Linked DNA regions of Zea mays: region 1 is linked to region 2. Evidence: chromatin contacts called from public Hi-C data. All regions are on one chromosome and are shown on one strand. The core of a region is the stretch at or near the end of the contact, and the rest is flanking DNA. Distances in the headings are between cores, read along the strand shown. Region 1 holds the start of LOC100272546. Region 2 holds the start of LOC100501933 (tetratricopeptide repeat (TPR)-containing protein).

The links. Hi-C and Micro-C count contacts between places; a contact is called where the count stands out from the background.
Region 1: a contact with region 2 is called in a Hi-C map of ear, with 6 times the contacts expected there. The contact joins the promoter of LOC100272546 here to the promoter of LOC100501933 in region 2. A contact is called at or near these places in 2 of 25 Hi-C or Micro-C datasets (ear and tassel).

The regions. Positions count from the first base shown.
Region 1 is chr3:171,052,621-171,057,924 of Zm-B73-REFERENCE-NAM-5.0, reverse strand. It overlaps LOC100272546, which reads left to right and starts at 3,218. Exons shown (of 7, transcript NM_001147014.1): 1 at 3,218-3,474; 2 at 3,765-3,902; 3 at 4,007-4,066; 4 at 4,168-4,410; 5 at 4,511-4,696; 6 at 4,806-5,054; 7 at 5,160-5,304. The coding sequence starts at 3,798. It overlaps LOC100384162 (putative recA DNA recombination family protein), which reads right to left and starts at 2,570. Exons shown (of 8, transcript NM_001176740.1): 1 at 2,438-2,570. The coding sequence starts at 2,512.
Region 2 is chr3:170,140,460-170,145,081 of Zm-B73-REFERENCE-NAM-5.0, reverse strand. It overlaps LOC100501933 (tetratricopeptide repeat (TPR)-containing protein), which reads right to left and starts at 2,095. Exons shown (of 12, transcript NM_001196571.1): 1 at 1,830-2,095; 2 at 723-796; 3 at 577-641; 4 at 300-392; 5 at 125-226. The coding sequence starts at 1,996. LOC100281281 (BCL-2 binding anthanogene-1) reads left to right here and starts at 4,241. Exons shown (of 2, transcript NM_001159457.2): 1 at 4,241-4,571. The coding sequence starts at 4,307.

The sequences.
Region 1 (5,304 bases), core at 1,969-4,468, 910 kb before region 2:
TCGCGGTTTAGGCACAAAGTCAAGTGAGCAAGGATCAGGTCGCTACTTCCTTAGTGGCGCACTACATTGGCGTCCAGGTATAGTGAAAATGTGCAAGGCCTTCACATCATCGATAGGTGCGAAGAGTAAGAAAGCTAGTCGGGCCAACTAGGGTTCGTCTAAGTAGTTGGAATGTAAGGTTACTTACAAATAAGTTAAGTGAGTTAGCTAAGACAGTGACTAAGAGGCATGTAAATATCTAATGCGTCCAAGAGACTAAATGGAAGGGTTGAAAAGCGAAAGAGGTGGAATGGACAATACCTGCTTTAAGCTTTGGTACACGGGGACAACTGCAAATAGAAATGGAGGAGTTTTGATTGATAAGAACCTCAAGAAAGGTGTGGTGGATGTGAGAAAGCAAGGAGATAGGATTATCTTAGTAAAGCTTATTGTGGGTGATTTGGTCTTGAACGTAATTAGCATGTATGCCCCCAAGTAGGCCACAATGGGAGTCCTAAGAGACTTATCTGGAAAGACTTAGATGGCATGGTAATCATGGTTAGAGATACACCTATTAGTGAGAAGTTTTTCATAGGAGATCTCAATGGGCATGTAGATACAACAAGTGTAAGTTTTGAGGCGGTTCATGAAGGTTTTGAGTATGGTAGTAGGAATCAGGAGGAAGAGGAATCTTGGACTTTGCGGTAGCTTTGACATGTTAATAGCCAACACTTTCTTTAGGAAGAGACCTCCATTTAGTGACCTATATTAGTGGCCAACACTAGTAAGATTGACTTTGTCCTCATGAGAAAAGAGGATAAACAACCATGCTTGGATTGTAAGCTGATACCTGGAACTGTATTTCAACATAAGCTTGTGGTGACGGTCTTTTATTTCTAGGTGCGGGCCCATAGAGATAAACAAGCCAAAATTGCGAGAACAAAGTAGTGGAAAGTGGAGGGGAGAAAGCAGAGGTCTTCAAGGAAAAGACCATCAAAGAGGGCATTTGGAAGGAAGAATACATAAACAACATGTGAAAGAAGATGGCAACCTACACATGGAAGGTGGCCTCAGAGGTGTGTGGGGCAACTAAAGGGAGTGAAGGCGAAACTGAAGATACTTGGTAGTAGAATGACAAAGTCCAAAGGCAGAGCAGAGCAGGGCAGTGGAGCAGAGCAGAGCAGGGCGGTGCGCCGAGTGAAGCAGAGCATGGTGAAGGGTAGGCGAAGTAGCTGATGGGGAAGGGGAGGCGAAGTAGCTGATGGGGAAGGGAAGGAGAGGCAGAGGAGGGGGTGAAGATGATGGCGACAATGATTTCTCCTTGGCTGGCAATGGCGACAATGATTTCTCCTTGGCTGGCAATGGCGGTTTGTTTGCCCACTTTTTAGTCTTAAATACTACTGCTTGTTTCACCCTGCCTAAACCTAGGCATTCGGCACGACAACCCCAGTCGATGTCTAGGGATCCTCGCCACAACGCCTTGCTCTCCAGGCACCCGCCGTGTTGGCTTCAGGCAAGGCGACACACCATGGCGAGTCCGGGCACCTGGACACCTAGTCAGCGCCTAGGCATCGCCTAGGGGACACCGTGTTAACCAAGCATGGATGACTTCTCGATTAGAATAGGACTAACCAAATATTTGATATGTCTTTCCATTTCTGCAGTAGGTTCTACCCCTGGACTACAGGACTAGGAACAATTGGTGAAGAAGAATAAAGATTTTGCTTCACAACGACGGTTTCCATAAGTTATCTATCTTTACATTATTTGCCATGTATTAGTTTTTAGCATACTTTTGTCACAACCCTACCATGATTTGGCCCAGGGCTTCACTTAATCCTGGTCGGCCACTGCGCGATAGCAATGAGAAAAGAGAAAGAAAAGTTGTTACGGAAAGAGGCAATAAAAGAAGACTTGAAAGGATGAAGTATAACTAAAAATATAGTCTTAAATAGGAGTCTATATTGAATTTTACCTCTAATTTATGGGTTTTATTGAAATTTAACAGCATACGCCAACTTATTTGGGAATAAAAAATTTGTTGTTGTCGTTGTTGTTCTTGTTTTCACACAATAGGAAAAGAAATCTACCACACAGTAAGATCAAATAACATTTCCAAATAGGAAAGTGATATTCGGGCGGCGCTCAATAAAGCAGGTAAAAGCAAGAGATAAACCTACAAATTAAGTTATGGGATAAAGTCATAAAACACGTTGACACGGAGCTACAAGGGTTCACCCGGTCACTAATTGAGATTGAAATCGAGAGGGATCAGCCCCACAGACCGTGATCATGCATACAAACGATCAAACTCCCGCGACCAAACTAGGACTCACTCTCAATCAGCATAGTAGAAAACTCAACTAAACGCATCGAGCATTCGACCGAGAATCGCCAGTCGCCAACCCAGCCCAGCCATAAGAAAGCTTAAATACAGAAGAGAAAGCGAGGGTTGGACCTCAGGGTGAAAAGAAGAGGCGGCGGCGGCGGCAATGACGCGCCGCAGCGACGCGCGCCTGAGGAGGGTCGTCATGGAGCCGGCTTCGCCTCCAACCGCTGCAAGTCGCGCGGATGAGGGCGGAGGCGAGAGGTGAGGGGCTAGGGTTTAGGGGTTTTGCGGGACTCAGGGTTTTTTTTTTTTTTTTTTGGCTGCGCTCCGCCGCCTCTCCGGGCTCCTCCAACTCCAACTCCGGGTGTCGGGATTCGGGAGAGCGCCCGCGGGCCGGCGCTTGCTGTGTACACTCCGATTGACCGACCGTAGACCCGAAAATACCTGATGAGCAGAGTCTGTTTGTGAGGGTCTCGGAATAACTGATGAGTCATGACCACAGTCTGTGGATGTGGTCCACGAATGGTTTTGTTGACTGCAAGTGGGTCCTCGTATACGAGATCCAATTTTTTGTTTTGACGGTTCTTTTATCGCCAGTGGGCTGGCGCAGAAGCCTCTCATGGCCCATCATCAGTTAACTGAATCGGCGTGGCGTGGCCCATCTGCCATCTTCGTCTATCCCTTTCATTTCATCTCAGTTTTGCAGTTTCTACTGCTGTCTTCGCTCCGAAATCCAACCGAAATCTCAGAGGTCAGAGGAAAGTAGGAAACCTCGTTCGGGAACCTGCTTTGAGTGAGACTCCAATCCTTGGGCGCCATTGCCGCCTGTTTTTTGTGCTCGGAAAGGTGCGTTTATTTCCCTGTCCGGGGCGCTTTCCCTTCTCTTCCCGTTGCTTATCCACGTGGGGTTGCCGTGAATCCACCGTCTTCTCCGCCTACAATCTCTCAGCAAAACCACCAAAGCCAGCTGCTCATTTGGGGGAAGACCTTCTTTGAGTGAGGTCCAACCCTTGGGGGCCATTTCAACCTTCGTCCTCCGCAATAAAAGTTGGGCAATCCTATGTCAGTCACTTCTCTTCTAGCCCAACCCATTCCATCGCTGTTTGCTCCTTCTCCCGCGCCTTCGAGAGCTCGCCGAAACCGAACCTCCCGGCGGCGTTTCTTAGGTAACTCCGGCATTAGTCTTTGTGCTTGTGGTCAGGGAAAGACAGCACACATGGATCAGTTGAACATGTGGTGTAGAAAAACTGGTGGTCGAAAATGTGAAATGATCCGTCTACTTCATGCATCTGTTTTCTACATTTTTCTTCTTATTTTTTCGGATTACTGTTACACACTTCCATATGAACAACTGGGCATTTTCTTAAGTGATGCTCGTTCATAGCGACCTTGTATTGAACGCAATGCTAGTAATGAGCTGTATGGAACTTAGCTAACACAAACTCATATGTTGCAGGCGCTGTCTGATTCCTGTATATTTATTTTGGCAATGCTTTCAGCTGCAACAAAACTAACCATGGATGGCACTAGCTTTGACCTGACAGAGCACGAAGGTTCAAATTTGTCTCCTTTTCTACTCAAACTTTTTAATGAGGTTTGTAACTTTTACATGTCTTAGACACATCATTTCTGCATTACAATTATGATTTGTATCGAAAGAAATGCTAGTTGAAGTATAAACATGAACGGTCATTGCAGTGGGATGATCGCAAGACAAGGGGCTTGTTTCACCATGACATCAGTTCCTGTGAAACAAAGGTTTTTTTTTTCAAGATCTGATTCTCTCCTGTTAACTGGCCATGGCCAGGTGTCTTTTGTTGATTTCATTTCTCGCTTAATTTTGCATGATCATGCCATAGGTGCTACCTGGAGTACATAATTTTGTGGCAACATTAATTGAAGGACGTGACCAAAAGAAGCGGCCAACTGAGTTCACAATGAACCAAGTTCTCCAGCCATTTGTTAGTGAGAAGTTCAATTTCACAAAAGTCAGCCCGTTGGAGGTGATCTTTAGATTCAATGACACTGAGAAAGATTCTGCACAATATTTTGATGGTGTTCCTGATACTGTTTCAGCTTCTTCTAGTGCCATCTTGATTAATGTCAGTGCCCCCTCCCCCCCAAAAAAAAAAATACTTAACACTGTACTGATAGATATACGGCATGATTTGATTAACATTTTTGTCATCTTCCGTGTCATAGGTGAGCCCAATTGGCTACTGCCATGTGCTATTGACTCCCAAGATCCAGGACTGTTTGCCGCAAAGGATTGATCAAGAGAGCTTCTTAATAGCCATGTATGTTGCAAGAGAAGCAAGGACTCCCTTCTTCAGAGTTGGTTATAACAGCCTGGGCGGCTTTGCAACTATCAACCACCTTCACTTCCAGGTTAGTATTTAGAATGTCTCGATGTCATATACTTCTGGTTGCAGCATGGCAATTGACAACTGTCTGTATATTGCAATCCTCAAAGTAAGTCATATATTTCGTTCACTAGGCATACTACCTGAAAGTACAGTATCCAGTTGAAAAGGCAATCACGGAGAAGCTCAAGACCCTAGGGAATAGCGTGAGCATTTTTCACCTGGTGGATTACCCAGTCAATGGCTTTGTGTTCGAAGGTGGTGCGAGCCTGGAAGATTTGTCAGATGTGGTCTCCAAAGTCTGCATCTTCCTGCAAGAGAACAACAGACCTTTCAATGTCCTCATCTCTGAATCTGGCAAGAGAATTTTCCTTCTACCACAGGTATTCCCATGCGACCTCAGTTGTGTATAAGCTCTGAAACAAATGTTCACAACACGTCCTTCAGTAATGTGTTGATGTTTATCTCCACCAAAATCGATTGGCCAGTGCTATGCGGAGAAGCAGCTCCTCGGAAAGGCGAGCCAAGAGTTCCTGGACATGAGAATCAATCCAGCAATCTGGGAGCTCAGTGGCCATCTGGTACTGAAGCGGAGGAAGGACTACGAGGAGGCCTCTGAAGCAAACATATGCA
Region 2 (4,622 bases), core at 846-3,345:
AAACTGAGTTAAGAGGGAGTAGAAGCTCTTTATTTGATAGGCACCCAAAAAGAGCAGCCGATGACCACCTGAAAGAAAATAAAACTAGAAACAAGGTAACTTTTTGATGATCAAGCTGATGAACCTGTGCGTGGTGTATCCTCACTGATGAGAGTAAATCAGGTCTCCGCACTTCTTCTTCATCTTGTAGCAGTATTTCAGTTGACTTTTCATATGATGCTATTGCCTGAAATTTAAATGCAGCTACTTGAGTTTTACGCAAACGCTAAGCAACATCAACTTTTCAAGAGAAGATTTACCTTCTGTGCCTGACCAAGTCTTTGATACATCAAACCCAACATAAAATGTGCATGAGCATTCTTAGGCATTTTTCGGGCCACATGAACCAAAGCCTGCAAGAAGTAAGGTTAGGCCCTCAATCATTTTTGTTAACCGTACCAGTACCACAAATTAAGAAGGTAAAACAACATCAGGGTTCATACGGCATTAAATGTATTATAATACAGTGTCACACTGCCACTTATCTATTGCATGAAAGATTAATTATTTCAAATGGCATCAAAACCAAGAACTCACAGCTTTCAGGTTGCTAACTTTTTCCTCACGTGGAGCAGAAGCCCCTTGACAATGTTGATCAACATCTGTTCATGAAGAATTGTAAGTAGTCAATTCACGACAGAAAAGTTTCCTGCCATTGCATTGCACATCGATTATCATGCTACCTTCACATTCAACAGTGTCGGTATCCTTTGTAGTGATCACAGTTTTTGTCAAACCACCCTCTTCATTGCCACTCCTGCAAGTACATTTTTTATCAAACCACCCACCAATTTCATCGTCTTTCAATGGCCAGAGTTCCAGGATACGGTTGTGGCGGCATCGTGACAATTGAAGCGAGTGGACAAGGATATTTTTACCCGAGCATATGGGTGGTGATCTAGTCTTTGAATTGAATGTCAGAGCAAGTATAATAAAAGGCTGCAAAGGGGCTAAATGGTGAGGTAGAGGAGGGAAGAGAGAGAAGCAGGCTATAAAATTACAGCCGACTGTCCGGCTTAGATACAAGAACCAAGAAGCTTTGTGAGTAAGACAAGTGGGTCATATATTAATAGGGAGTAGCTAACTACTACACGGATGGGCTAAGAGGTAGGTTGTAAGGATCCTTATAGCCAACAGTCAGCTATATTAATAACCTTGTTCTCACCAGAGTATGCTCAGAATATTTTTAATCTAAACTGTGTGCATATCACTTAGGGCAGAGGCTGGGAGGTTGTTCCGAGGCCATGTATCATCTCGATATACTGATCTTGGGATGAAAATAAATCTTCATTTTCCAAAAAAAATAAACAATTTCATCATCTAAGGACTCAATAAAATTTGTGACCAGAGATAACCTATGACACAACAGTTAGCTTGTAAACTTGTAACGATTTGAGTATTGTTCCGGTAACCTTTTCTTAATCAAAATAGAGCACTACATGTTACCTCCTGTTCAAATAAATGACGGTTATGATTTATTAGACTACTATAAGCAAGGAGCAGCAATTATTATATGGACTATATGCACGGAATTTTCAGAACCATGTAGACAGCATATTTGTTGAATTCGTAACAATCCTCACAAAAAATTGAGTTGCTACATGAACTTCCCCCCTATGAAAAAAAGAATAACTCCATCAAGCCCTAGGGTTCCGGCTCCCACGGGCATGAGCCCATGGGTACTAACGCCCTGATTTCTAACAACCACAGTGCCGCACCCGACTGGCCAAGTGTACAAGTGGCGGGAAACCCCTCACGCTCAGATCGAAGAGTATTCTTGGTAAACTTACTTCGTGGACGAGTCAGCGGCGACCGCCGGAGCCGCAGCGGCGGCGGCGGCGGCGGCGGGGTTGGGTGCGGGGGTCGGTGGGCGGTCCTCGCCGTCGCTCTCCGCTGGTTCAAAGTTGAGGTCGGCGAGCATCACCGGCCTCGGCGGCGGCGGATGGGTCTCCGGCATCGTCTCCGTCCGGGCTCCGGTGGCGGGGGTTTCTGAGCTCCGGATGCGGGTTCAGGGGGCACTGGACTAGCCCTTGACTGGAGCAATTTTGCAAAAGCATGGACGGGGAGAGCAAAGGAACACGACAGCTCTGCGACTGCTTTCAGGCCCGGATCACATCACGCACACCAGCGGCTGCCTATTACGGTCCTCGTTTCAGCTGGGCCGTTTTGGATTAGGCCCATGAGTTTTTATACGTATGCGGGTTTTAGGTTGAAAAAAAAATTAAGGCCTGAACGATGGATATCTGCTTCACGAGATTGGAGCTCACTTTTTTTTTTCTTTGAAAGCGATGCGAAGCGTATCCGTGTTTGTAACTTGGGCCTGTGCAGTTTGTCAGTGGCATGCGGTGCTTTTGTTACAATGCAACTTGTGACTGAGCAGTAGGCCCAGTCGTGCTTTGGTTCTCTGTAATTGCTGCTAACTAGAAGTAGACAGTGGTATTAGGCAACGAATATGCACTCCCAGCTGGTGCATGCGTGTAATGGTATCTGCTCAGTATTCATCAACGCTACGCGGGAGAACATTTGATATTTCTTATCCCAGTACTCTGTTCTTTCAATCACCGGCTGAGGCATGACAGCTTACATTAGCCTAGCAACTAGCGTAGCGTCCATGGAGGCCAGGAAACGAACAGCAAGCCGAATGGAATACGCGCTCTTCAGGTTGTCCTTGGCGTTAACGTGAGCCCTTGGACAGCGAGACCTTACGCGCAGACGAGCCTGCGCTGCAGGTCGATGGATCGGAGGGACGCTGCAAAGTAGTCGTCGCCAACTGTGGCACCGCCCAACTACCCCAACCTACCCGGAGAGTCCAAAAGCAAGCGTCGCCTTCCGTGAAGCCCCGTCGGGCGTCGGCACCGAACCGAACCGTCGAAACCCCAAGCCGTCCAAGCGGGGCTCGCGCGCGCACGCGCGCACGCACGGACAAGGGAGGGACAAAGCAGGGCCAATCGACCTCGCTGCACCGCCAGCTGCCTCCCTGCTTTGTCTGCACCCCGCACCCGACCGAGCCGTGAGAATCTGATCTGAATCATCTGATCGATCGGGAGCCGGGACTTATGAAACCCCCCCCCCCCCCCCGGCGGCGCCTCCGCCCGTCGTCGACCGACGTGGCGGCTGCTCAGCTGCCGGAATCTGCTTATGAGTCAGCATTAGGCATTGCTTACTGTTCGCCTGTGCCAGGAGCGCCGAACGGCTCGCTTAAAAATACGGCACCGGAGGCCCAGCGCATGTGCTGCCCGACCTGCGCGGCGCGGCAATTAATCATCGTCGCCGGCGACTGTGAAGGTGGGCCCAGATCCAAATAGTATCTAGCCCTCGTACTATTAGCCAGATGCATTCCACGTTTCGTCTACGAGACACACGATGGCGCGCGGCTAGGGCCAGGGGCGCCTGACGTGGACGGTCTCCCCTTGATTACAGCATGCCCACATGCCGCTGTTCTACGCAGTACCTACGAACGCACGATCATTTCGGTCGTCCACAGCACTGGCGCCCCGGCCATGGTCCATGGAGATGGAGATGGATCATGCGATAAGCCCACGTTTGGAACAGATGGAACGTAGTAAGTGGGTAAATAAAAGCAGACAACATGCCATTATTTCAGGCCTACCAAACAGTAAATTAACAGGGCAATTTGGAACGAACAGTGCTCCAACTGCTGCTGCTGCTGCTAGACGAAAGATGGATGATGGCTGCAGCAGCAGTGCCCAACCGAACAGTGAGCCGTAAGCAGCCAACTGCCAGGGGGCGGGCGGGCGAGCGATTGGTTCCGCCGGCCCCGCCATTCATGCAGGCAAACCCGTGTTTTGCCACCTCCCCATGTGCTGCCGCTCCCAACCGCCGCGCTACCGTGTCTCTGTGTGCCACTGTGCCCGCGCGCAAAAAGTCTCAAAGAGAAAACCACCAGCCTCTAGGCGCTTTTCAGCGCTCTCGCCGCGTCAGCAACGGGTGCCGTCCGGCTCCGTAACAGACACGTCGCCCCTCTAATCCGCTTTTAAAGTTTAAACCAATGAGGAGGGGGAACAGGGTCTTGTTCTCGCGGGTGTTAAACAAACACAGGTTAATCGCCAATCATTTCCGCACGGTGGACGTCTCGCCCCTGTCGCGTCGCGACTCGCGACTACCTCCCTCCCGTTTTGTCCTCGTCGCCCGCTTCTTCTCCCCCCTCTTTAAAATCCCAGGCCCTGCTGCCAGTCCCGGCACACCGGCAGCGACCAGCCAGTGATCGACCGAGGCAGATACTGACTAGGAGCAGAGAGCAGCGGAGATGGTGAAGATTCCGAGCCCCAGGAGGCTGTTCAGGAGCCGGTCCAGGAGCACCACCATCATCGGCGGCGGCGGCGCGGACATCTGCGCCATGGTCGCCGAGCACGAGAGGATCGAGTGGGAGGTGCGGCCCGGCGGGATGCTGGTGCAGAAGCGGCGCTCGACGGAGGACGACGCGGCGGCGGCCGTGGAGTACATCCTGGTGAGAGTCTCCACCACCGGGTGGCAGTGGCACGACGTCTCCATCGACGCCACCGCAACCTTCGGTACGTCCGCCGTCGTCCTTCTGTACTGTACTGCATTGCGTTGCGTTGCGT